Regions from separate parts of the Mus musculus genome. Here regions 2, 3, 4, 5, 6 and 7 are each linked to region 1. A link is a contact called in public HiChIP or PLAC-seq data. All regions are on one chromosome and are shown on one strand. The core of a region is the stretch at or near the end of the contact, and the rest is flanking DNA. Distances in the headings are between cores, read along the strand shown. Region 1 has its middle 58 kb from the start of Gm22521. Region 2 overlaps Pvt1 (Pvt1 oncogene). Region 3 overlaps Pvt1 (Pvt1 oncogene). Region 4 has its middle 250 kb from the start of Pvt1. Region 5 has its middle 290 kb from the start of Pvt1. Region 6 has its middle 290 kb from the start of Gm41333. Region 7 has its middle 280 kb from the start of Gm41333.

The links. HiChIP or PLAC-seq counts read pairs in DNA pulled down with a chosen protein or histone mark.
Region 2: a BATF HiChIP or PLAC-seq map of CD8 T cells shows a contact between it and region 1, with 27 read pairs. The contact joins two enhancer-like sites. A contact is called at or near these places in 1 of 15 datasets of contacts at CTCF or cohesin (CD8 T cells) and 2 of 115 datasets of contacts at active chromatin or transcription factors (CD8 T cells and memory CD8 T cells).
Region 3: a BATF HiChIP or PLAC-seq map of CD8 T cells shows a contact between it and region 1, with 7 read pairs. The contact joins two enhancer-like sites. A contact is called at or near these places in 1 of 15 datasets of contacts at CTCF or cohesin (CD8 T cells), 4 of 484 Hi-C or Micro-C datasets (B cells, Th1 cells and liver) and 1 of 115 datasets of contacts at active chromatin or transcription factors (CD8 T cells).
Region 4: a BATF HiChIP or PLAC-seq map of CD8 T cells shows a contact between it and region 1, with 6 read pairs. The contact joins two enhancer-like sites. A contact is called at or near these places in 1 of 15 datasets of contacts at CTCF or cohesin (CD8 T cells), 1 of 484 Hi-C or Micro-C datasets (liver) and 1 of 115 datasets of contacts at active chromatin or transcription factors (CD8 T cells).
Region 5: a contact with region 1 is called in a BATF HiChIP or PLAC-seq map of CD8 T cells, with 8 read pairs. The contact joins two enhancer-like sites.
Region 6: a BATF HiChIP or PLAC-seq map of CD8 T cells shows a contact between it and region 1, with 39 read pairs. The contact joins two enhancer-like sites. A contact is called at or near these places in 1 of 484 Hi-C or Micro-C datasets (Th1 cells) and 1 of 115 datasets of contacts at active chromatin or transcription factors (CD8 T cells).
Region 7: a contact with region 1 is called in a BATF HiChIP or PLAC-seq map of CD8 T cells, with 24 read pairs. The contact joins two enhancer-like sites. A contact is called at or near these places in 2 of 115 datasets of contacts at active chromatin or transcription factors (CD8 T cells and Th17 cells).

What each region holds. Positions count from the first base shown.
Region 1 is chr15:62,733,167-62,736,679 of GRCm38.p6, forward strand. No RefSeq gene overlaps it. Among named protein-coding and RNA genes, the nearest start is that of Gm22521, 58 kb to the right of the region's middle. Within about 2 kb of position 1,860, at least 23 of the 459 cell types and tissues checked have an H3K27ac peak or open chromatin away from gene starts, as enhancers often do. A contact at or near this core is called in CD8 T cells, Th1 cells and Th17 cells, where this site is marked.
Region 2 is chr15:62,236,961-62,240,473 of GRCm38.p6, forward strand. All of the region lies in intron 2 of Pvt1 (Pvt1 oncogene), which reads left to right. Among named protein-coding and RNA genes, the nearest start is that of Pvt1, 200 kb to the left of the region's middle. Within about 2 kb of position 1,936, at least 7 of the 459 cell types and tissues checked have an H3K27ac peak or open chromatin away from gene starts, as enhancers often do. A contact at or near this core is called in CD8 T cells, where this site is marked.
Region 3 is chr15:62,259,809-62,263,321 of GRCm38.p6, forward strand. Pvt1 (Pvt1 oncogene) reads left to right here. Exons shown (of 5, transcript NR_132747.1): 5 at 1-407. Among named protein-coding and RNA genes, the nearest start is that of Pvt1, 220 kb to the left of the region's middle. Within about 2 kb of position 1,888, at least 79 of the 459 cell types and tissues checked have an H3K27ac peak or open chromatin away from gene starts, as enhancers often do. A contact at or near this core is called in CD8 T cells and Th1 cells, where this site is marked.
Region 4 is chr15:62,285,761-62,289,273 of GRCm38.p6, forward strand. No RefSeq gene overlaps it. Among named protein-coding and RNA genes, the nearest start is that of Pvt1, 250 kb to the left of the region's middle. Within about 2 kb of position 1,736, at least 75 of the 459 cell types and tissues checked have an H3K27ac peak or open chromatin away from gene starts, as enhancers often do. A contact at or near this core is called in CD8 T cells, where this site is marked.
Region 5 is chr15:62,324,202-62,327,714 of GRCm38.p6, forward strand. No RefSeq gene overlaps it. Among named protein-coding and RNA genes, the nearest start is that of Pvt1, 290 kb to the left of the region's middle. Within about 2 kb of position 1,825, at least 32 of the 459 cell types and tissues checked have an H3K27ac peak or open chromatin away from gene starts, as enhancers often do. A contact at or near this core is called in CD8 T cells, where this site is marked.
Region 6 is chr15:62,373,256-62,376,768 of GRCm38.p6, forward strand. No RefSeq gene overlaps it. Among named protein-coding and RNA genes, the nearest start is that of Gm41333, 290 kb to the right of the region's middle. Within about 2 kb of position 1,511, at least 6 of the 459 cell types and tissues checked have an H3K27ac peak or open chromatin away from gene starts, as enhancers often do. A contact at or near this core is called in CD8 T cells, where this site is marked.
Region 7 is chr15:62,391,549-62,395,061 of GRCm38.p6, forward strand. No RefSeq gene overlaps it. Among named protein-coding and RNA genes, the nearest start is that of Gm41333, 280 kb to the right of the region's middle. Within about 2 kb of position 1,508, at least 86 of the 459 cell types and tissues checked have an H3K27ac peak or open chromatin away from gene starts, as enhancers often do. A contact at or near this core is called in CD8 T cells and Th17 cells, where this site is marked.

The DNA.
Region 1 (3,513 bases), core at 610-3,109:
TTTCTTTCTTTCTTTCTTTCTTTCTTTCTTTCTTTCTTTCTTCCTTTCTTCCTTCCTTCCTTCCTTCCTTCCTTCCTTCCTTTCTTTCTTTCTTTCTTTCTTTCTTTCTTTCTTTCTTTCTTTCTTTCTTTCTTTTTTTTTTTTGGTGTCATGAAAATGTACCCAAATTGATGGAGGTGGGCATTGTAACTCTGTGAACAAACGAAGAACCACTGGACTATGTTAAATTGGTGAAGTTTATGATATTTTAATCTTAATAAAACTATTTTCCAAAAATATCATGTTTGAAAAACAAGTTACTTGTTTTTATTGCATACTTCCCAAATGTCATTGGCCACGGGACTCTTTTTTTTCTTTTAAATAATAAGTTTTTTTGTATCCTACTATATATAGATTTGGCAAAAGTACAGGCAGTGGGCAAATTTGGGTTCAAATAAGTGTTGTGTCTTTTTCTGAGTCGTTGCCCTAGATATTCACAGCTGAGTGAGCTTTGACAAGTCATTCAGATCTCTGAAGCTCATGGTAACAGTCACGTATCTCAACAATCATCTCAGAGATGAAATGAGATATCAAATGAAGTATTAAAAGTATTAATCTCAATACTTGCCAGTAAGAGCCGGCCAACATAATTTGACTCTGCTTCCCTGTGTGAAAGAAACAAAATACAAACAAAGTAACAGCCCTTGGTGCTCTCAGAGTCTGAACCATCAACCGAAGAATATAAGTGGGCTGGGCCTAGGACTATGCCCACATTTGTAGCAGATGTGCAGCTTAAGATTCATGTGGGTGGGGAACAACTGGAGCAAGGGGTACCCCAAAAACTGTTGCCTGTAAATGGGAGATGTTCTAGCTGTACTGCCTTGTCTGGCCTCAGTGGAAGAGGATGTGCCAGGATGAAGGATACACAGGGGCCCCCCATCTTCTCCTACAGGAGAAGGGGAGGTGAATGGGGAGAGAATTGTGGGAGGGGATGACCAGGAGGGGGCAGTGAGCAGAGTGTGAACTGAATAAGTAAAAATATTAAGTTAAATTAAATTTAATTAAATAAAGATAAAAGCAAAACAAAACAGCAAAGTAACCAAAGGCAATTCTCATAGTGATAAGGACTCCCAGTTGATACATCCTAAAGCATCAAACAGTAGGCACAGTGAGACCCTGTGTCACTATTTACTGTCTACTTCTGGGTGCCAGGTGTTATAATCAAAATGTTTAAGTAACTCAACATGTATGTCCTTGAATGCTTTCAGGCACACTGAGGGGCTAGGTCACCCTGAATATCAAAAATTCAAGGCTCTGCATTAGGCTTCGGGAAACACCATTCTAAAAGGCTAGAGAATCTCTTCAAAAGCTCTCCTAGGGGATGTCAATAAATTTCTGGGAATGTTGAATCGAATGCTATGACAATGAATTATGACATTACTGCTAGATCTGGTAAGTGCTTGACATTTATCGTATGTTGCATGCCATTGCTAAAGAACAAAAGAAAGATTTTTTGTTGTTGTTGTTGTTAAGAAAGTTCATATAGCCTGACAGGTTAAAGTTTGAAAGGAAGTATGACTTCCACCAATTTTTCAGTTGGAAAATGATTTAATTTTATTTGTCCATTTCATATCTCTGATGGGGGCTCACTGTGTTTCTTAGGCGAGTCTAGAGCTTCTGGCCTCAAGTGATCATCCTTCATGAGCCTCCTGACTGGCTGTGACCACAAGCACATACCACCACATGAAGTTCTTTCACTTTTAAAATACATAAATGCATTATTATTTTTCTTTAACCAGCGAGAAAATGTTTTCCACCAGCTTTGAAACAGAATCTCCTTACAAGAGGGAAGTCCAAGTCAGTCCTGTACATGAAAATTAGCATGCACTTACCAGACTTCCGACCAGACTGGAAACCCCTAACTGATCTTTCAACTGTACAATACAACTTGGCTTTGAAAAGAAAATAAGCCAGCTTTCTGGGAAGGGTTATCTTGTCCCAGCTTGAAAGTGGAGCAGATTAGTCACTATGTTTCCTAAAATCTAGGAGAGCACCTAGCAAAATAAACTCTCTGGTTAGTCTACTTAATTTGACTGGAAATTGTCAAGTCAAGTCGCTGAGAACAGAGTGAATCAAGATAAAGACAGGCTGGATTCAATAGGCGAGAGTCTTGTTCAATAGCAGCTTACACCGTCAAGCATTTCCAGTAAGAGAAGGAGTGATACTTTCTCTAGACAGGTCTGGAGTCTGGAAAATAAAATGACTCAGATTCATAAACTCACTCTGTCTCTGTCTCCTTCTCTGTCTTCTTCCCCTTCCTCTCTCCCTCTCTCCTCCCCTTTCTTCCTCTCTCCCCCTCCCCCATCTCTCAACTTTCTTTAAGGCCATACATGTGAAATATGAGACTCTATATCCTTCCTATCAACAAAGAACCATGTCAGATGCAGGAAATGAATTTGAGTCTAATCCAAACTTTGAAACAGTGCTTCAAGCATACATGGAAGCTGCAGCTCATGTGTGGTGGACAACAATCCAGTCTATACAGAAGACTAAGCATTGGCAATGAGCACTCACTAAACAAATGGTCTTGACCTAAAAGTCCCCTGTGAACTGCTGTTACTACTGTCTTCCACTTAGATCAGTACAAAAAAGCAATGTCTTGGAACAAGGAAAAGGAAAGTGGATGAGGAGACTAATATGCATCAGTCTTTCTTCACTCCCTGGAGGTGTTGTGTGAGTTAATTTGCATACCTGCTTTTATGTGTTTCTTACAACACGTTGGGGCTGGCACCATCATTGAGTTTTTACAAAGAAACACAGAACATAAAAAAAAAATACAGATTCCACACTGGGAAATTATAAATCAGGCTTTTCCTTCCCTGCCTCGTAGTATATTTCCATCACTCATTTCTTTTATATAACAGGTTTGAGCATTCAGTAAAAAAGTCATACTTGTGAATTCTCTCTGATGACTTTACATAGCATCTGTTATGGTTTTATTCTGTTGTGAAAGTTCTCTAAAAAGTAAGTTATAAAGGAAATGCTTTATTTCATCTTAACTTCCAGGTCACAGCCCATCAGTGAGGGAAGTTGACAAAAATTCAAGTCAGGACCTGGAAGGCAGGAGTGAGTGACTCTTATCCTATGCATGATTATTTCCAAGCCTGGGATTCACTCACAATTAAGGGAATAAAGCAGGAAGTGTAAAGGAGGATGCTTGCTAGTTATAGTCTTCCTATAACTAACTCCACTTTCTTGTACAACCTAGGACCACTTATTCAAGAACTGGCATAGCTCACAGTGGGTTGTGTCTTCCCACAAGAATTAAAATAATTACGAAAATTCCTCAAAGACATGTCCACAAACCATCCTGATAAAGACAGTCACTCAATTGAAACTTTGCTTCTGTTGTGACCCTAGGCTGTGTCAAGTTGATAATTGATGCTAACTTACGACAGCATCTTTCATTCCTCACAGTCAGAGAAAAAGCCTGATAGATAACATTATTAAATGACAGAGATTATGCTGGAAACT
Region 2 (3,513 bases), core at 686-3,185, 500 kb before region 1:
CATGTAACATGCTATTTTGTATGAAGTTTGAACTCATGACAAATTACTAAATGGAACTAGAAATAGGTATAGTGGTTGCCTCTTTTTGGAAGGGAAGATAAACTAGGAAAAGAACAAACTTTTCTAAGTAGAGAATATTCTGTATTGTTGTTTGATACATTTTGGTAAATATATGTCAAATTCAGTTGCATATTTCACTAAATATAAACAATACTGAAGGGAAAAATGGAGTGATACATTTAGTCATCTTGAGACACAACTCATTGCTTATCTACCCACTTTGCCATAGACACAGGGCCTGTACCTGGCAGTGAAGGCCAAGTGTAAACAGGCTCTTAATTGGCATGATTAACCATGTCTCCATAGGAGCCTTAATAACACCAGTGGGGAGCAAAAGAGGCTGTTTTCCACTCTGTGAACAAGGGTCTGCCTAGCAGAAGTCATGGGGCACTAGAGAGCTGCCCCCTGCAGTAGGGAAGGGGCCTTCTTGAAGCCCAGCTGCATTTCCTTTGGAACAAAGTTTAAAACTATTTCTCATTATTTTCTATTACTGAGTATATGTCACATTCTTCCTTTTCATCTCAGTGGATAAGAAGGCCAATTCTGTTTTGCCCATGTGTTTTCTAAGGTAAAACTGTGTATGGAAGAGGTAGCTTCCACAGGCTACAATAGTCCTAAATGTATGTATGGCAGAGAAACAGACAGCAAGAAACATGCATAATAGAGATGGGAAGTTCCTTAGAATATGCAAAACATTTATGAATTGATACAAGTTCACAGATTAGAACTGAACAATCACTCCTAATTATCCAAGTTAAAAAAATAAGTATTATACAATTTTGGATAGAATTGCATTAATTCTGTCATATATAGTCTAAAAGCAGTGCTTAGCAAGTACTACAGGTTATATGATTCTGGTCACTGGCATCTCTAACCTCTACAGAGACTTAAAAAAGCATATGCTCATATCTCTATCTCTCTGTCTCTGTCTCTCTCTCTCTCTGTCTCTCTCTTTCTCTCTCTCTGTGTGTGTATGTGTGTGTTTGTATTAAATGTATATGTTCTCACATCTTGAACCAGGTACAGAAAGATGAACAACATCCCAGCTTTTTACTCACAAATTATGAGGAAAGAGGTAGTCTCACAGAAATAGAATATGAAATGGTGTTTATCAGGGGGTAGACTGGAAGAGTGAGAAATCTGTGAGATATATATTTTTTAAAGACACAAAATTCAATAGGAGGAATAAATATGGTCCTTAGTATATTGAAGTCTTGAAAACTGCTTAGAGAATGGATAATGTGTTCTTTTCACAAACATGAGAGCCATATGAGGTAATAGTTATGTTAACTGGCTAGATCTCATCATTTCATAAATAATATACTTCATAACATTGTGTCCTTCTTGATACATACCATCTGATCTGTCAGGTTTATAAAAAAGGTTAGACAAAATCTATATCCTCTGGATGAATTATGATTGCTCATTGAACTGATCTGGTTTAGTTGCTAGGATGGCCATCTAACTAACACACATATGTAGCCTAAGGTTTGGTCCCTAGCAATGTATAAAACTGAGCTTGGTAGCAGATACTTATTAGTATAGCACTCGAGGAGGAGGATCATAGTCCGTGGGTTATACAGCAAGCTTCAGGCCAGCTAGGGATACCTGAGACTCAGTCTCATAGGAAAGAAAGCTAGCTGATGGAGATAGTGTCTGTCAATCACTGATCAGAGGTGGGACTAGTGACAGCAAACATCTAGGCGGCGGTGCTTTGTTATTTCCTCCCTCTGTTCATGTTCCTGGCAGTGTGGCTCAGTCTTTAGACATTGCCCATTGCTGTGTCAGAAACTCTTCTTGCCAGTCAGGATCTTGAACTTGACCTCAGGTGGAAGTGAACATTGTTTTTGGAGGATGGAGGTGGAGTTCAACAGACTATGAGTCATGGTTTTGCCAACTGTGTTTGCCCTTTTAGAATGGGAGCAGAGTCATGCTTACATAGAAGCTACAACACAGCTGGGTTTTTGGTCTTCCATTTATTGGGCACTTCCATAATGCATCCGTCATCCTAATTTGCCTCCTCTGGTTCTTTTAGTCCTTGTCCTTTTGTTATTAGCAAGTGATAATCCAGGAAGCTTGCTGGGATGCAGAGATACCTGAGCCTACACTGAAAGGGAGAGAAATATTAGGTCCCTTCTTGTCTCTGCACGATGAATTGGCGATGACTGCAGTGGTCACCAGTCACCAGGAACATCTGGCTTTTCTGGCTCCTCATGACTCCTTTCCTGCTTAAGCTTTTGATAAACAGTCCAGGGTGGGGAGGATGACCTTGGTTTCTGCTGAGACCCAATCTCCCCGCACTTGAGGAAAAGAATGTATAAGTCACTGCAGGACACAGAGTACTTTAGCCCTGTGTCCTTGTTGTCAAGTTGACTAGATTTAGAATCACTTGTGAGATGCAGCTCTGGATATATAATTTAAAAGGATTTTTTGTTGTTAATCGTGTTGATAATCTTATTCATGTATACAATACACTCTCATTGCCTGTGATTCCATCTTCTTTTATCTTCTTCCCATCCCTATGAATGCTTCTTCTCCCTCCTGACAGGTTCTCCCCTATGTTTATGTTTTTGATGTTGTTTTCTTTTGTGGTACCCTGAGTTTAATCTTGGGCAGCTGAGTAACCACAGATACGGAACTATAATGTGCTGTTGGTTGACCAATAGGTACTCATTTGAGCCTAATGATTCTCCTCTGTGAGAATCCAGAGATGGAGCTCATGAGACCCGCCTGCATCCATCAATAGCTGCCTATAGATCCTGCCTTGTGTAGGCTCAGGGCAGGCATTCCCAGCTGCTGTGAGATGATTATAAGGACATTTCATGATCCTTCTCCTACCTCTTAATGTTCTCACCATCTTTCAACCTTACCCCAGGGAGGACCAAGGTTCTAACCAATGAACTATTTAAATCCATAGTAATTCAGTTTGAGTGCTTTGGGTACCCTGGATTCATATGAGAGACCTACTTTTCTGCCATTGGCCTTGGCTGACATTCTTCTCCTGTCTTCTTCTATTCCCTGTTGATGGATGCTGGCTGACTGAGTCTAGTTTTATGATGAGCACCCTATCCCCATGCTGGGGACTGTGGGAGCATCTCTCTGGTGCGGAGCCTACAATGAGGTGAATGACTCATAACTTGCAGCCACCTTTCATTTCATGAGTGTTGTTATACTCTTTTCCAGAATGACTGTACTAACTTACACTTCTATCAGCCATGCTCAGTGGTTTCTGTTTCCCCATGGCCCCACTGGCACCTGGTATGATAAGATGTGTATTTACCATGATGATCATGTCGGGGCTCTGGGTTGCTTCTTGTGTTGCACATCTTACTTGCCAAAGGGGGTGGGGGAGAGAATCTCTAGTGAAAACCGATATCAGGTAGGCAGACTATCTTATTAGAGAAGACCAACCTTTGCAGAAATTCCCTATAGACTTCGCCTAATCTGGGTTAT
Region 3 (3,513 bases), core at 638-3,137, 470 kb before region 1:
CTACCAGCATCTTTGTTTCCTATCTGAGGAGTGCGGATGATGCTTCTCCTGGTAAGGGGTATGAATAGAATTCCTGCCTGTGTTCTATGTGCTGAATCCCAGAGCCTAGAGTAGGGCCTGGGCTCTGGCGATTGACTGGTAAACACTTGTTTTGGAAGAGATAGTAGAGTCTTTGGAGTTCCTGGCACAATCTTCTTGGATAGTTGCCTGTGCCCGTTCTAAACCAGGATCTGACTAATTACAACTCCTCCTGCTTGCATTAAAGTTTTATTGGAACATGGCGGTGTTCACGGTTTTATATGATGTCGTCGAGCTTCTTTGCTCCCGCACTGGTAAATTTAATAGTCATGAGAGAGATATGGCCGTGAAGCCTAAAATAAAAACTATGTGGCACTTGGTTACAAAAATTGGGCTCCTGTTTTACATATCAAGGCCACCTTGTCTGACAGTGATCATGGATTTTGTTTTTTCTTGCGCAGGTGCTTGGGGCAATTATAAGTCAGAAATCAGAAGTGAGCTGGTCACCTTGAGGTCCATATTTTGCTTGCTTTCTCTATGATAGTTAGAGTTTCATCGTCACTTTATTTTGTCCTTTTAACTCTGTCCTGGCCCTGTTCTCCCTTGTAAGGTGTTACTTTCATTTCTGTCTAAAGAGAAACTGAACCCACCTGTTAACTGCTGGCCTTTTCTTTAGGGACTGACCTTATGCCCTATAAGAGGGCCAGGGAACTAAAATGGACATAACACAGTAGAGTCTACTTCATAGATTCAAAGGCTGGGATGCTAGGAAGTCCAGGACAGAGTCCAGGAGAGAATAGAGAATATACAGAGTGCTCTTCTTTTCCAGCATCCCAAATGGCACCTTGGTCTTCTTGGAGTCAACTCCCCCATCATTAAAATGGCCACAACAATGTCCACTAATCTGGTTCTCATGGTGGCTGAAGCATGAGATGTCTATTGCTCAGAGCACAACAGAGTTGTTAGATAACATTTAGAATCTTTACTATAGTTTAGATGTGAGACGTTTAAAAAGATCTCTGCTATGTGCTCTTAATCTCTATAATGGTCAACAGCCACCACTGAGAGCTAATTAGGTAGGACCTTGTTTCTGGCCTAGTGAGGGACATCTTCCTAGGCTAAGAAGCATCTGTGAAGTACCTTGAGATCTGGTCCTGGAGGCTGCTTGTCCTGTTGCTAGCCAAGCAATCCTATGGGTCAGAGTCACAGCATAATATAGCTATTAGACAATTTTCTTTTTCTTTTTTCCCCCATCCAGAGAATAATAAGCTCTCAAGTTCCTCCACCTCTAGCACAAGACTACACAGGGATATCTATAGCCTACAGAACTCACTGAGAACCCCATATCTGAGACTCAGGGAAGGAGCCAAGCTCAAGGCTTAGCTTGGTTGGCCAGTCAAGATTTTCAGGTGATCAGTGAGCTTTCTCTGTCTCATTTGTGGTCCATTGTAAATGATCTAGAACTGTTTCTGAGTGTGTAGAGGGTGGCTTACTCTGAGAACACTTTTGCCGGTAGGCTAATAGCTTCCAATGAGAGGTCCTTGAGAGTAGGATCCCTTGTGCTTCTGCCCTGGCCATGGAACTTCAGAGGTCCTGGACCTGTGAGCAAGAACACTGTTGTTTTGTTTTGTTTTTACTCCTAGCACAGGCATGAACTCCTGCACTTGATTCTAGTCCCGCAGAACTTGTATTGCTGGTGTTTGTGAGTGGCTGCTTTCTAGAAAGCAATATCTTTACCCTTGCCCTCTTAGAGGTATACGGGGAGAGAGAATCAGAACTCCAGTTTACATGCAGCTAGAGTTCTGAGGTAAAGTGACTCACTTAGGGCCACCCAGAAAAGAGCAGTTTGGCTGTCCTCCCAGGCCCTCTCCCTCTGATCATCCAAATATGGTAACACATGGTGACACAGAGCCACATGCTCCTCCTGGGTCTTCTGAGGCAGAGAGCTTCCAGGGACACTTTGGAATGAAGGAAATAGAATCCAAGAGACCTCTTTCAGAGACCGCCAAGCAAATCTTCTCAAGAATCCTGGCAGAATGTTGTCATTCTCTCTCTGAAAGGGGTGGCTCTTGGGATACTGTCCAGGTCACTGTGAACACATAGCAGAAGAAATGTCCTCCCAGCCTGCAGGGACCACCTTTTTCCAGGCCTTCCTCTGCTGGAAGCCTTCTTTACTCAACGCTTTCCCCTTTGATAGTCACCTCGACTGACCTTGAAGCCTCCTTCAGTTTTCTCTATACACAGAAACAGAATGTCAGTCTTTTTTTTTTTCTTTTTTCAAGAGTGACATAGAGCATCAATGGGAGGGGAGGTCCTTAGTCCTGTAAAGGTTCGATGCCCCAGCGTAGGGGAATGCTAAGGTAGTGAGGCAGGAGTGGGTGGGTGGGTGGGGGGATCACCCTCATAGAAGCAGGGGAGATGGGGGAATGAGATAGGAGGTTTGCAGAGGGGAAGCTGGGGAGGGGATAAAAATTGAAATGTAAATACATAAAATAACCAATAAAAAAAGAGTGACATATAATCACTAAAGAATATTCAAATAAGCAAAATTAGCCTCCTTTCTTTTCTACTTTTTTCTCCTTGCTTCCCTTCTTCCTTCTTTCCTCATTTCCCCCTCACCTCCCTACCCTTTCCTCCCTCCTTTTAAACTTTTGTCTTTATTTTCTTCTTCCTCTCCCTTCTCCTTTCCTTCCCTCTCTTTCTTCTTCCTTCCTTTTTCCTTTCCTCTTTCTTTAAAAAGTCTTGTTAAATATTTTACATATTTATGCAAATGTGCATTTATTTAAATAGCACCTGGACACCTGCTCTTGGTTCACCACCAGCTTGGTTCTGGTGATCGACACGATGACACAAGATGGATGAGGCTCTGCTCGGCTGAGCATGTGGCCAGTGGCGGACACAGATCCGAGTCAAATTTCAGATGAAACATAAGGAGATAACTAACTTGGGTTTAAGAAGAACAAAGATAAGCAATGAAGGGAAAGAGAATTAAAGCAGAACACATCCACTTGGCATGGGCTTCAACTGAGTCTCTTTCTGGGGACAGGATAGTCAAGCCAAGGTTTGAAGGAGCTGGCAATGCAGGGAAAGGGGAGGTGGGCCCACAGGTTTGAGAGACACCAGGCTTTTATTTTAAAATCACTGTGGCTTCTGAGTGGAGAATGGTCTAAAGAAGGGACTGGAGCAGGGTCAGTGTGTGTGCCTTGGGACTGGGAACACTCAAACAAAGGTTTGCTTAGAAGAGTGGAAGCCCAGAAATCCAAGGGCTTTGGTGCAATGTGGCAGAGAAAAATGAGATAATCTACAGAGAAGAGCATTGTGTTCTAGAAAGAGTTCCAAGGCATGGCCTGTCTTTACAGTACTCTTCCTAGCCAGCAACATCAGGAACTTAAAGTTAGTGAAGCTGATACTAGAATTCAGAGATTGGAGATGGTAAGCTGTGAGCTGTTATTTTGAGTCCTAGAGGAGTCTAGGGATCAGAACAGGGAGACAACC
Region 4 (3,513 bases), core at 486-2,985, 450 kb before region 1:
TGATGGTAGTTCTTTGCCAGTTGAGGACTCCTTTTTTTCTCAACTGGTCATTTTGGTTGCTCTCTCAGACTTTAGCACCATGTTGTGTAGCTCAGGACGCCCCATTCCGCAAAGGAACCTGCCAGTCTACCTAGGGGATTGCACTACCATTTCAGTGTGACCAAAAGTAAGAGAATAGAAGTCAATGCTGGACAGAATGTCACCATATTTGACATTCCTTCTTGATGGGAGAGCAGTGCTGCCAACAGAATTTGCTCCCCAGCCCGTCCTGGGGTGGGAGCAATTGGTGGCAGTCACGGGCAATTGGCAATGCCAAGTCACGAAACAAGTAAATTGTGTTGCAAACCTTCGAGATTGGCTGTATGACCACCACATCTGCTCTGCAAGGAAACACCCATCTCTACATCATAATGTGAGATTGGCTTGTGCAGAATGGCTTTTCAGCCCAAAGCTCCATATGGAAATAGTATGTTTGACATGCTGAAAGTTTAGATCCATAGTCCAGTATCACTGCCTTGACTCGAAATATGTTATCCTCCAAGGTTTGAAAGTGTGAAAATTGGAAAAATTAGCTTATCATAAAAGGTAAATGATTTTCTTTGTAACACGTTTGCATATATCACCATTTGTTGACCACCCCCCACTGGTCTCACCTGTCTCTCTGTACATCACATATATTTTATTATCCTCTCTTAGTGCGTCTCCTACTTCCTTTCCCTCCCCTTCAGGGCATCTCCATAGTCTCCTTTCTACCTTTGTGCCTTACAGAATACCTGTATGTATGTGTGTTAAGTGTTGCTTTAAAACCATAACAATCATACTGCTACTGCCCAGAGCAGTGAATGCTCTGCCAAATTATCTTATTTGGTTTTCGACAAAAGCCTCACGAGGCAGGTAGTTTAATTTCCACTTCCCAGACTAATAAAAAACAGAAGTTCAGGACTGTTCCGTAATGCATTCACAACCACACATGCAAGGAGAGGGTCAAGATTGAAGCCAGCATTCCTCTCGTGCACAGACCCTAATCTCATTACTTTTTACTCATGCATTTCCTCCCCGAGCTGGATACTAACCAGCTGAGCCACATACCTTACTCAACAGCGATGGCTGCAAATACTTTTGTCTGCTTATATGTAAAGCAAGCTACTTAGGAGACAGTGAAAATGACATTAGACATAATACAGAGGCAGAGTCTGTGTGCAACTGTGTCTTGAATGCTTAGATGAGATGTTTTCGTTTCTGTATGCTAGGATCTACAAAATGCATCCCGTTGCTTGAGCCCACTTGTTACGAGGACCTATTCACAGTAGTCACTCAGCTGTATCAAAAGGTCATGAAAAACATCCTGTGGAAAGGCTTTTTTTTTTTTTTTTTTTTTTTTTTTTTCTGGGCAGAGGATCTAGAGTATTTATGAGTCACTTGAAGGCTCTGTTTCCCTCTAGAGATGAGACATTCTAATTCTCCCATCTGTTGAGTTTGACTTACCACTTTCCCCAGAGGAGTCTTGGAGGCAAGGAGAAATCATGCTGACTAAATGGTGGTTGAAATTTGTAGGGTGACTGTTCAGTTTAGCAGAGAATAACTAGAAGGCACACTGTATCACCGCATTTGAAAAATCATTAAAAATGTTCCTGCTTCACATTCCTGTGGCTCCTTAAACTCAACCCTCCAGAGGACCTTCCTCCCTCCCCCTGCCAGCTAAAGCTGTGTCATTCTGAGCTGTGGCTATTGGTCATTTCCTGTCTCATCCATCCAAATGCTTGTTTTATTATGACTGCCATGAGAATGGGCTCTGAGCTAGGGACTGGGTTTCACAGCCATTGGCGGATGTGTTTCCTCCAATGTGGGAGCAGAGGGAAAGAATGCGGGATTCGCCTTCAGGAACCTGCATGCAGTCACCAGCTCTCTGCTAGCACTTGTGCTCATGGGTGTACTACTCAAGCATGTCTCTTTCAAACTGTATTTCTTTTTTGAGTACTTAGAATATATTAGTCCTCTGCTAGATATTGGGAACTGGAAGTACACAAAAATACAATAAAAATAGATCCTCCTATTTTTAGAATTCTGCTCTGATGGGAGACATAAAGTACACTAATAAAATTAGTACAGATGTATGTTGGTAAAATGTATGCTTTGCATGTGCTAATTTAGAGAAGGAAGCATGGGGTTTTGCATAGTATAGTTTTCTATATTAGACAACTATAATGACATGAAATCAGCTTTAAAATAAGCCTTTCTCCACTCCTTTCTTTCCCTTTCCCTCTCTCCCTTTCTCTGATCATCAAGTTCTGTCAATGTATCTGGTAGTGTTGATGTTTATTTTTTTAAAAAATTAAGATCTTTTTTTTTTACTTCATTTAAAGTGTCTGAGATTTTGGCCTTCAAGTATGTACGTGAATTCCTTGCTCATGCCGATGGGTGGTTGTCAGCCACCCTCTGAGTGCTGGGAACTGATCATGGATCCTCTTCCGGAGCAGGAAACAGACTTAACTCTTGAGCTGTGTCTCTAGCTCCCTTGATATGTATTTTGCTAAATAGTAATGGAGACATTCATGCTTGCTTCTGCTTACTAGCATGATAACTTTTGTATTCATTCATCTTTTCTCAGTTTGTATCTTAGTATCAAGTACGTGTCTTATATGAAGGATACAGTCATTCCTTGGGTGCCCTTTGCTTGGAATCTTTAGTGGGTTCAGAGAATGTAATTGTTGGTTTGGTTAGATTCGGGTTAGCCATATGGCTCCATGCTCTGCCATTCATCTCAGGCACTCACTTTCTGTGTTCTCATTTGTCAGGAACTTTTCAGCATTTAATATCTTACTCCGCCTCGTGCTTATATTTCTTTGGTGGTTTTCTAGTGATTATTTTCTAGGAATTATAGTTTGCTTCTTTGAGTTAATGTTGAACGAGGAAACCTGTTTTTATTCCACTTTCAGTTTTGAAAGAAGAGACTTGGTTCATGATTTGGCTTTTCCCTTCCTTTATCTTCCTGTCTCCCTCTGTCTTTCTTTCTTTTTTTTTTAATTTTTAATTTTATTTATTTTTGTTTTTGTGCCCCTTTCTCTATTCTTCATATGTTGAATCTAAGACCTAGTACATGTTAGTCAAGCAGTCTATCACCAAATTACATCACACGCTTGATAATTTTTGTATTATAGATCTTTTTCTTCTTTCTTCTTCTTTCTCCTCCTTCTTCTTCTTCTCCTCCTTTTCCTCCTTCTCCCCCCTCCTCTTTTTTTTTTAGTGGTACTTTCAAGTACTGTCCCAGTATTTTCTGATTCTCATAGTTTTAGATGTGACATCAGCCATCAGTTTTATCTGTGGGCTCCTTCGTAGCATGTACACTTTGACCTCTCTTGGAGCATTTGTCTAAGTCAGACACATTGCACCACATAGATTTGCAAGATGGGGAGATTTAGCATTTCATTTGGGCTCTTACAGTCAGTCTGAATTTCTTAAACTTTTTGTATGTGATGTTTATTCCCAGTCTTTCATCTATGTAAACTAATAAAG
Region 5 (3,513 bases), core at 575-3,074, 410 kb before region 1:
TTCTGTCTCTGTTCTCTCAATACTAGAGTTGTAGATGAACGCTGCCACACTCAACAATTAATATGGGTGCTAAGAATCTGAATTTAGGTATTCGTGAACGTGCAGCAAGCATTTTATCCATTGAGCTATCTCTCCAACCTGAGGTCTTAGGTTACATTTTTAAAGTTCAAGCAGTTTTAATCATTGGAACTAATTGCTTAGTTTCTTTATGGTCCTTGCAGAGACTAGGGACATTAACATATAACTGTTTCTGGGATTTTGTTGGTGGTTTTCCTTTTTTGACAGAAGATCTTACTGTGTAGTCTGGGCATCTTTGAACACACTGCTTTCTGTTTCAACCTCCCAGCACTGGAATGGCAAGTATGATCCAGCATATTTAGCATATCTGAGTTTAGTTGGACTGCTCATTTCCTGGGGATGGACAATCCATCCTCTGTGATTTGAACCTATCTTTCCACAGAAGCAGGTTGTCCTAGAGCAGTGGTTCTCCACCTTTCTAATGAAGAAACCCTTTAATACAGTTCCTCAGGTTGTGGTGACCCTCAATCATAAAATTATTTCATTACTACTTCATAACTGCAATTTTGAAACTAATACAAATTATAAGATAAATATCTGATTTTCAGGATATCTGATATGTGGCCACAAAGAAGTCTTAGCCCACAGGTTGTGAACTGCTACTCTAAAATAAGACCTTTAGAGACAATCTAGCCCCCATTCCATGGCAGTTATCATGTGAGCATACCAATACAACTACATTCCAGGTTCTGGCCTCTTATTTCTCCAGGCAGGATGACATGCGATCTCTGCACTTTTTTCAAGCACAAAGACTAAAGTCTCAGTCTCCACCAGATGAGAGCTTAGGATCAGTGGCAACCCTTCATTTCCTTAACCAACCATAGCTGAGGCCAAAGATTCAAGAATAAGGATGTTCGGTGTGTTGCCAGTTACAACTGTGGGAAATGTAATATGTCCAACCTTTAGATCACACCATGTTCACATGAGCAAATGATATCAGGATGGCTGTGGAACTGAATCCCAAACAGAGAACAAGGGAAGAATGACAGATGTAAAGAGCAGGGGGCAGATCGGAATGTCACAGTCTTCATTTATATATGGAAGAAAATCTGAAAGTGTGAAGAAGGGTAAAAGTGTTTATCTTGGGGTCATGAGAATATGGGGGCTTTTCTTGTTCTAAATTCTCTATAAGGGGAGGAAGTATAACTTAGTGGTTATGGAAATGGACTTCAGAATCAAACTGGTCTGGCTTGTGTCTGTCTTTTGACACCTGAGTTTCATTATTTGTAACACAAGAACCATGATGGTGTTTGCTCCTTTATCTTCTTGGGAGAGTGATGACTGGCTTTGTGTTGGGGATGCTAGCTGTATGCATGGTACTCCTCTGAGCAGTCTGTATACATCTTCTCTATCATTGTCTGCACTCTGTAAGTGAAGAGGCAGAGAGTCAAAGATATTTCTCTGGACCTCCAATAGCTTTTACCATTCTTGGTGCACTAGTTCATTGATGATGGCTGACACAGAGTCTCTCCTGTCATCTACATCTCCCTGCTGACTCATTCTGGGCACAGTTTCACTAAAACCCCAGAATTTTCATACTAGCACGTGTCTTCTATCCTCTAGTTGTTTTTTGTTTTATATTTGTTAGCTCTTTTTTTTTTTTGAGTGAACTAATTATTGAGATAGCAGGTGGAAGAACATTCAAATCATACCATTGATTATGAGGAAGTACAAGAATAAGCTTCATGATATGGTAGTGAGGAGCTACCAGTCACATCTATTTAACACTGTAGAGGCTCAGGCATGGACTTAGCATTTGTCTCTTGCTCCTCATCTGGATAGAGGTGCTGGTGCTAATGAGATAGTGGGTAAGCAGAAAGGCTAGTCCAGGGAGAATACCATCATCCTGGGATCCTAGGGGAAGCTAGAAGACAGGGGATGGTGATGTGAGGACAGAAAGCAGAGAACAGATATAAGAGCTGGCAGATCTGGTAGATCTGGGGTCTCATCTTTGCTTTTTCACTTGTGGCTTAATACATTCTTTGAGTTTCATTTTCTTCTCCTCCCCCTCCCTCTTCCTCATTCCCCACTTCCTCCCTTCTCCTTCTTTCCATCTTTCTTTGTATGAGGCATGGGTGTGTCTATTGCACACTTGCTGTAATGCACATGTAGAAGTCGGAGGACAACCTTGTAACATCTTACTTAATTTCCCTTTGGGCTAAGTATGGCAGCCTCACTGGCCCATGAGAGTCTTGACTTTCTTGGATTTCCATTGCCTATCTTGTCATAGTAGCACTGAGATTACATATACACGTTCAAACACTCAGCTTTTTACTTGGGTTCTGGGGATTTGAACTCAGCTCTTTGAATTCACGTGGCAAGCAGTTTACAAGCCTGAACTTTCCCTGCAGCCTGAACTTTGTTTTCTGAGCTTCAAGATACTACAGTTGGGTGAACAGATTTTAGTACATCCATGTAAGCACACATAGGGCAGATATGGGCTCAACTGAGAGACTCTGTCTCAAAAGATAAGGTGGAGAGTGATCAAGAAGGACTCTCAACATTAACCTAGGGCCTAATCATGCAGATGGCACCGTTTCTTGGCTTTAGTTCCAGGCCTGTTTAGCAGCGGAGAAGTTGAGTTGACCAATCATACATGTATTCATTCCCTTCCTGCCCTTGACTAGCTGCTTAGAAGTTCCTGCTGCCTTGACTGGTTCACTGGCCTAGAAGTGAAAGCTGGAATACTACCATCCTCCTCTGAGTTTCTTTGGTGATCCCATCACCAGGAGCAAAGCAGAATAGTGGGGATAACAGTTTCCTAGGAAATGCTGGAGAGGCATTTCACACGGGAGGAACCCAACATGGAAAATCTAAGAAGAAGGACAAGATCGTCCCAGGAGGAAGCCTTGACTTACCCAAGGTCATATATGATGGGTATGAGTGAACTCCAGAAGTGACACTTCTTCTGTTGACGCCACATTTTGATTCTTCCTTAAATATAGTGACTATGTCACATAGTCTACAACCAACACTGTGCTGGGATCTGCCAATGTCAGTGGGATTATGAGCCTGTCTTCTGACCTCATGCTTCTCTACTTCCTCCAGAGTTTGAGACTATAAAGGTCACCTTTACATTCTATGTCTTTCGTCTTCCTGAGCTTGACCCTCTGCTTCGGAAGACGCATGCTTAAGCTTGCCTAGAAACCCTCATTGCACAGCCCTTTAGTTGCCCCTTCTGTATGACTCTCTTTGTAGACAAAACCACAAACCCCGATGGGCAATTAGAGATTTTCAGTGGCAGCAATTTGGGATGATTTTGGCTAATTGCTGTCCTGTGTGAAAGAGTGGACATCGTCTTTGACAGCTGGCCTGAGCAGTCAGCAGTGTGTGAGGAGAGTTTCTCTTCTGACTTTGAAAGTGGTGGTGGGGGCAGGGTGGGCAGTGACCTGCTGTAGTCAGTCAGAAATGTTGTGTCTGCCTTTAGCCCTGCAC
Region 6 (3,513 bases), core at 261-2,760, 360 kb before region 1:
GAAAACCTATCTTAAATACACGAATGTTTGCTGGTGGGGGAAACATTTGATCTTTAAACTATAGAATAATACAGAATGAATTAATCTTCATTTGCTTCTTCTTTCTTCTTCGGGCACCAATAGATTTACACTAGAAGATACTATCAAGTAGTACTTATGTGGACACATTTTAAAACATTTCTGAGTTCAGATTTATTATCCCTAAAATATGGAAAATAATTCTCAACAAGAACTTGCAACACTGTTGCGAGTCTTAAATAAAATATGTCCAGAAGTAACTTGCAAACTACAGAGCATTATGCATATGTGAGACTTCAAATGTTGTTTAGCATGGCACTCAACGGTGAGATGATCATTTACAAACAACAGTGGATACATTGAATGTGGGCCCTACGGTGATAACCTGATGAGATTTCAGTGAAATGATGAGGTAAGAGACATAATGGAGATGGGTTCACATAGGGTCTTTTGAGTCATTGTATTAAGAAACATTGATGTTTGCAAAGAATAAATAAATGTAATATTGTTGAATGCAGGGTTAGCATAAGATATACTTTAAGATGATGTGTTAGGCTGCTAAGCCTAGGGCAGATTATAGTAGGGTGAAGAGAAGATGGGGAAATGAGTGGAGTTTTCCTGTCATATGGGTGACAGGAGGGGATAGTTAGGTTGGAATGGTGATGGTAGGGCTGATGAGAGAGAACACACAATGGACTTACCTGACAAATAGGATGTGGGCTATGATGGAAGGAGGGAACCATACTAGAATCGTAGTGTGGCCTTTGCACAGCAAAGCCAGATTGCTATCCTATGTGGTGTGGAGGCTGCGAGGGGTACAGGTTTGATAGGGAGGAGGAAGAGGACAGTTTTGGATATGTGAAGTTTGAGGGGTGGATTGGGTATCCAAGTAGATAACTAGTAGTGAGCTGGCTGTCATACTCTAGAGCTTGGGAGATAGGGCTGGACAAGAGACTGAAGTGTTACTGATATGAGACAAATGCATGCAAACAACTTCAGTCCAGGTGGCAAGGAGGTTTTCCCAAGCTTGCTTATTTATTTATTTATTTATTTATTTATTTATTTATTTATTTATTTATTTAACTATTTAACTATTTAACTATTTAACTATATATATATAAAGGAAGTGTGTGTGTTTATGCCCCAGCATGCTTATGAATAGATGTCAGAGGGCAATTTCTAAGACTCATTTTTCTGTTCCTATCATGAAGGGTCAGGGAACAAAGGCTCAGCCTTTACTCACAGAGTCATCTTGCCAACCCTATTTTATCTTACTTTCATGTAAGTCCAGGAACTAGAGGTTTCTAACTGCTTTCCCTCTCTTTCTCCCTTATTTGTCCTACAAAGGACTATCCATGTATATCATAGCTTCTTGGGCTTTTCTATTTCATTTTGTCACTTCTATTCTGTTTCTCAAGTAGTTACTGACACACTGTGTTGAGATTTTGGTCTAAGCTACAAAGAAAGCCATGGTGATGTCAGTTGTAGGAAACGAGAAACTGGTATACCGACCACTGAAAACCAGAGATGAGATTGTTGCACATCTGCCCAAAGACTTAAGTGTGACTCAGAAGTTCTGCTATCATCAAAGCTCCTGTCCTAAGTGTAAGCTAATATGGTCTGTGCCTTTGTGGGACCAAACATTTGTGGTTCTTAGAAAGCATACCGGGAGGACCAGGCAAGTTGCTTTTTTTTTCCTTTCAGAAAGTAAATATTTTAGTGGAGAAAAGTCACTGTTTATCTCTGAGAAGCCTTAAGGCTTATTCAGGAAAAATGAGAGTTGATAGAGAGTTGCTTAGAAAAAACAATGACTCCTATTTAGTTACTTTGCATCAGATTAAATGTTACATCATCTCTAAGTCATCATTGATTTCCAAAAGAATGAACAGCAAATCCATGGTGCTCAGGAGGTATAAACAAGATTTATTACCGAGATAGTGTACTTCACTTGCAAAAAGCTATCAGGAAATAAAAAGCCACCCAGGCCAGGAATGACCTTGAGAAGATTCTCTGGGGAGTTCTTTCTATGTGTGAACTTATTTGGTACAAATGAGAATGTAAGGTATTTCTGTGTAGATTCCTCTTCTCCTTTGACAAAAGAGCTAAGGGACTTCAGTATTTCTAGGCACTTGTCTACAGCATCATTTGGGAATCTCTTAGCGATGTTTTGGCTGTCTTACACTGGTATGACTGTAGCTGGTTCCTTTCGTCATCTTTTAGCACACAGGGCCAGATGCTCCTGGAGTCACACCATGAGTTTGAAGCCCTCAGGCATCTTTTAGTTGAGTTTTTATTTCAGGGATTGGACATCTGAGGCATTTGGGGGGGGGGGGGTTAAAGGGATTACCAGTCAAATGCACAAAAGCTATAGATCAAGAATCAAAAGCAATAATCTAGACTGTATGCCCAGTGCTCTTTTACTTCATCTCTGAATTACAGGTATGTTCAAAGCAGGGTAACAGACTTGATAGGGGCATTGGGGGAGGACATGATAACAGAGATCTCCAGCGTTGTTTTAGAACTTTCAGTTTTACTTCATACCCTGAGACCCCAAATTTTCACAGATGAGTGAGGTTACAGGGTGGAGTATGTGGAGGAAGCAGGTTTGGGAAAGGAACTTTTGAGCTCAAGTTTGCAAAACCCACAGTTGTACAACAGCTCAGTGCTAGCCAACACCCTAGGGTGTGCAAAAAGCTAAGAGAGTGTACAGCCACCTGGGTCTTAATTCTGCTTTCACAACGTATCTGCAGGGCCCCACCAACGCTCACCACTGCACTTCATAATGCCTTGGACATTTTGACTTTCTGAATAGTCAGGGCTGGTCTTCCATTTGAGTCTACCAAGCGAGAGGATTCCCTGAGACACTTTGCAAGCCTCCCTGCTGTGAAAGAAGAGGACTATGTTTGGAAGGCTTCAGACTACACTCAACAGTGAGTGATGGGCAGAGGTGGCTGTGTGCTTTGTCCCATTATGTAAAGAAGACACAACCTTTCAGTTATCTTCCACAGTTTCACAGCTGTGACTTACTGAAGACCAAATCTGGCCATGCTACTCTATGCCTAACATCTTCAGGATCAAGACCCAGCTCTAGAGTAATTTTGTCCACAGTCATGCCTTTCCCCCACTTCTCTCTCCGCACTGCCACAACTGTCAACTTGATACAAGCTAAAATTATCAGTAAAGAAGAAACCTCAATTGAGAAAACTCTCCCTACCAGATTGGCCTGTGGAGCAATTTCTTGGTTGAAGACTGATGTTGGAGGACCCATCCCACAATGATTCTGCCGTCCATGGGCCAGTGGTCCTGATTCTTGTTACAAAGCCAACTGAGCAAGCTACAAGAAGCAAGTCTTAGAAAGGATTCTGCTTCAGTTCCTGCTTTCACGAACCTTCCATGCTTGTTTTCCTGCCCAGACTTCCCTCAGTGATGGATCTTTATCTAGAAGTCTAGTCTGAAATAAGCTTTTGCTCAGTGTTATATTACAGCAGTGGAAAC
Region 7 (3,513 bases), core at 258-2,757, 340 kb before region 1:
AACAACAACAACAACAACAACAACAAAAACTTTGAAAGCCATGTGAATTTTAGTCTATAAGAACCAACTAAATGTTTAAATCTATACTTCTGAGACAATAATGCAGATGGAGTTTGGGAGGTAACTGTGGAATCTCAAAGATGTCTACTCTTCTTGGGAAAGGTGAGCCACCACTATTGCCTATTTGGTCATGGTATAAAAGGTAGGAAAAACAGCCACAGAGCAACTCAATGTTCCTCATGATTCTGTAAGGTGACTGAGAAACACCCACTAGAATTCAGTTACCTTATAATAGAGATACAATAAGGGACTTTCCTTTCTTCAATTATTCCTCACCTCTGGGCTTGAGCTTTGGTATGCAGCAGCAGATGTTCGAGTCTACCCTTCCTAGTTCATGCTTCCTCATGAGGAAGATGTGGGTAAAAGACTTAGCTCAAAGACTCTTGCAGAATTCAAAGGCAGGGCTGTCCAGAGCTCTTAGCAAGAGATGTGGGAGGTACTTGTCACTGCTAGGTCCTTGTTTTCAAAGAACAATGAGCTAAATCTATCTAAACTCGGAGGCCTGTGTGCTAGGTAAGCTGTCAATGGAATGGTTCTCTGGAGAGTTTGTTCCTGATGTATTTCTGGAAAGAAAGAAACTGGGACCGAAAAGGGAGGTGGTGCTTATATCCAGAGAGGACCTAGGGATCTCATCTCTATTCAGTGCTCTGCTGTCATTGTAATTAACAGGCTTTCCTACCTTGAACAATCTTTTCTTAACACAATTCCCAACTACCTGTACAGTATATTGGGAGAGAAGCCCCTTCTATACTTACAGTTTCAATGACGATGGTTATTGATTTTTCCTTTAATAACTAACTTCTACATCTCTTTCCCCAGGAAGGAAACAAACCAAGCTATTTATGGCTCCCTCTTCATTTAGTTGCATAAGAGCAGTTCTTCTCGGGAAGGGTGCACTTCCGTACTTTGGGATCCTGCAGTCTAGAAAGGGAAACTCCTCTGATGAATCACTGACCAAGTCAAGGCTTGGCTGACCTCAAGTTTTCAAAACTGTGCCTTCTGCACCACATTCTTTGGGAAGTCTTCTCAGATTTCTCAGTATGTTGGAGTACCAACCAACAACACCCCTTCCTTCCTTCTGCCTATGTTCTTGCCTGTATGTGAGAACTCTGCCTCTGGGCCAGATTTCCTCAACTTTCACTAGAAAGTCGTGAAGAAACAATGGCCTCTATTCTTAGTAGCTGTAGTGGAGCACATGCAGGAGGTATGGGATGTTGCCATTTGCTTCTTTTTGCCCATGTTGAGGTTTATCTGTGTCCACACTGCTTCCTGAGTTCCTGCCATTTCAGAGTCCCTTGTCATTATGAGCCTATACAACAGTTGTGCTTTTAGTTTCCTGTATTAAGGTCCTTTCTTCTTGAAATATGCAGAGAGCCCAGTTTCTTCACATTCAGACTGTGAACCACCCAGCTGAATGAAGAGCATTGTTCTGAGGCAGTCCTTTTAGTACCTCCTTGCTGTTATCACCACAATCAGTAGCTTCAATGTTGAACCCCGGAGTGTGAAGCATAGCAGGAACTAGGAGTGTTTTATTCAGCTGCTGAGACACACACAAACACACACACTCATTCACAAACAGACAGAGAGACAGAAAGACAGAGAGATAGAGACACACAGAAAGAGACAGACAGAGACAGAGAGAAGCACCCCAGTATCACTTACATGGCAATTAGGATATTTCAAGCCCAAGTCTAGCTTGGTCTACAACTTTTATGCTTATCTGGGCTACATAGTAACCTCCTGTCTAAAGAGAACTCAAAGACTGAGCTCAGAGTAGAGTGTGTGCCTAGCATTTGAGAGGCCCCGTGTTCTATCTCTGACACCACAGAAAAAGAAATGAGAAAAAGGAAAGAGGCCTTTAGGGCCATCAGGAGTTGGTGGCTTCCCCAGACACATACTAGGAGCTCAGCAAAGGCCTCCTAGGGGGACCACAGCAAGGGGGGAACGAGGCTAATGAAACCAAGAGCAGTAAGTCAAGGATGCTGGTGAGTCATTTCGGTTCCACAGGGTTAACCATCTAACAACTATTAATCATTGGGAAACCAATTAAATTTCCCAATTCTTGCCACTTGATAACCATGTTCTGGTTTTGTGAAACTTGCCAACAATCACCAGTTAAAAAGGAGGGTGAGAAGAACTTAGCTGGATTCCCCGCTGTTGCAAGTGTGTAGCATATGGGTCACCTTCCTTCAAGTGATCATGCAATTGATGCTTTGTCACCTTGGAGATCCATGGAGGAAGGTGCATGAGTCCATTTTCTATTGAGTTGTATACATATACATATGCTTATATGTATATATGCAAATATATGTGTGCATTTGTGTGTATGTATGTAAGTATGTATGTACAAACATATGTATGTATAAATCAATGTGCATCTTAAACCAAGTGCTGGCAAAGTTTATCCTCAGAGGCAGAGAGTAGGTATATACTTTAGCTGTGGTCATATGTTCTGTGCCCTAGGTATTGTACTCTGCCTTTGTACAAAAGCCTTTTGCAAATCAATGAGTATAACTGTGTTTTAGTGAAACTTTATAGCAATAGGGCAAATGAAGACTTTTATCCACTTGTTCATTTTTGCAAATAAAATTAGTTCAAGCTGTAAAAAACATGTTTACTTAAAAATGTTTTATTGACAAAAATCTGGTCAGTGGGCCAGATAGTTCATAGTTTTTGCTCTTAGCTAGCTGACCTTTGCCAAATTATTTCCTTATCCAAATCTAAAAAATACACTACCCTCATTTATCTTACACCCCCCACCCCATGAGTTCAGAAGTTGGTCTTGAAACAAGGTGGAAAGGCACAGCTGGCCTGAAGTTCTAACACTCTTACTGAACAAACTGTGATGATGGGTGAGACACCAACCTTTATTCAACCTTTGCTACTGTTGAGGGCTCTGTCGTATGAGTTGTCAAAGCATAACAATATGCAGGGGGCATGCACATATGCATATTAAAGAAGAAGAAACTGAGGCATGTGAAACTTGGTCCAACCTTCTGGATTACATCTGTTTCCAGGTGCTCAGGCTCTTTGTAAGACTTTTATTTTTAATATTTATTTATTTATTTATTTATTTATTTATTTATTTATTTATTTATTTAGTGGCTGGGCATTGGAGCCTAGGGTCTAATTTAAGGAATACGCAGAATGGACCGGATTGGGACAGTTTCCTCGAAGAAGTCACAGTTCCTTCTGTCTATCTGTTCAGGGGTTATGCCAATTGCTTTTTCTCTACTCCAGTCTTTGTTACTTTTCTTCTCTACCTTCCTCTATGTATCATTTAAAACATCTTGCTACAAGTACAACATACAGTATTCCTTATAGAAAAAGGAGAAATTTTAGATAAGCCCAAGGCAGATATATTTATTTATAAAAATATGCTGCAATATAAATCACTATCTGCTCACTGCTACATACACACACACACACACACACACACACACACACACACAC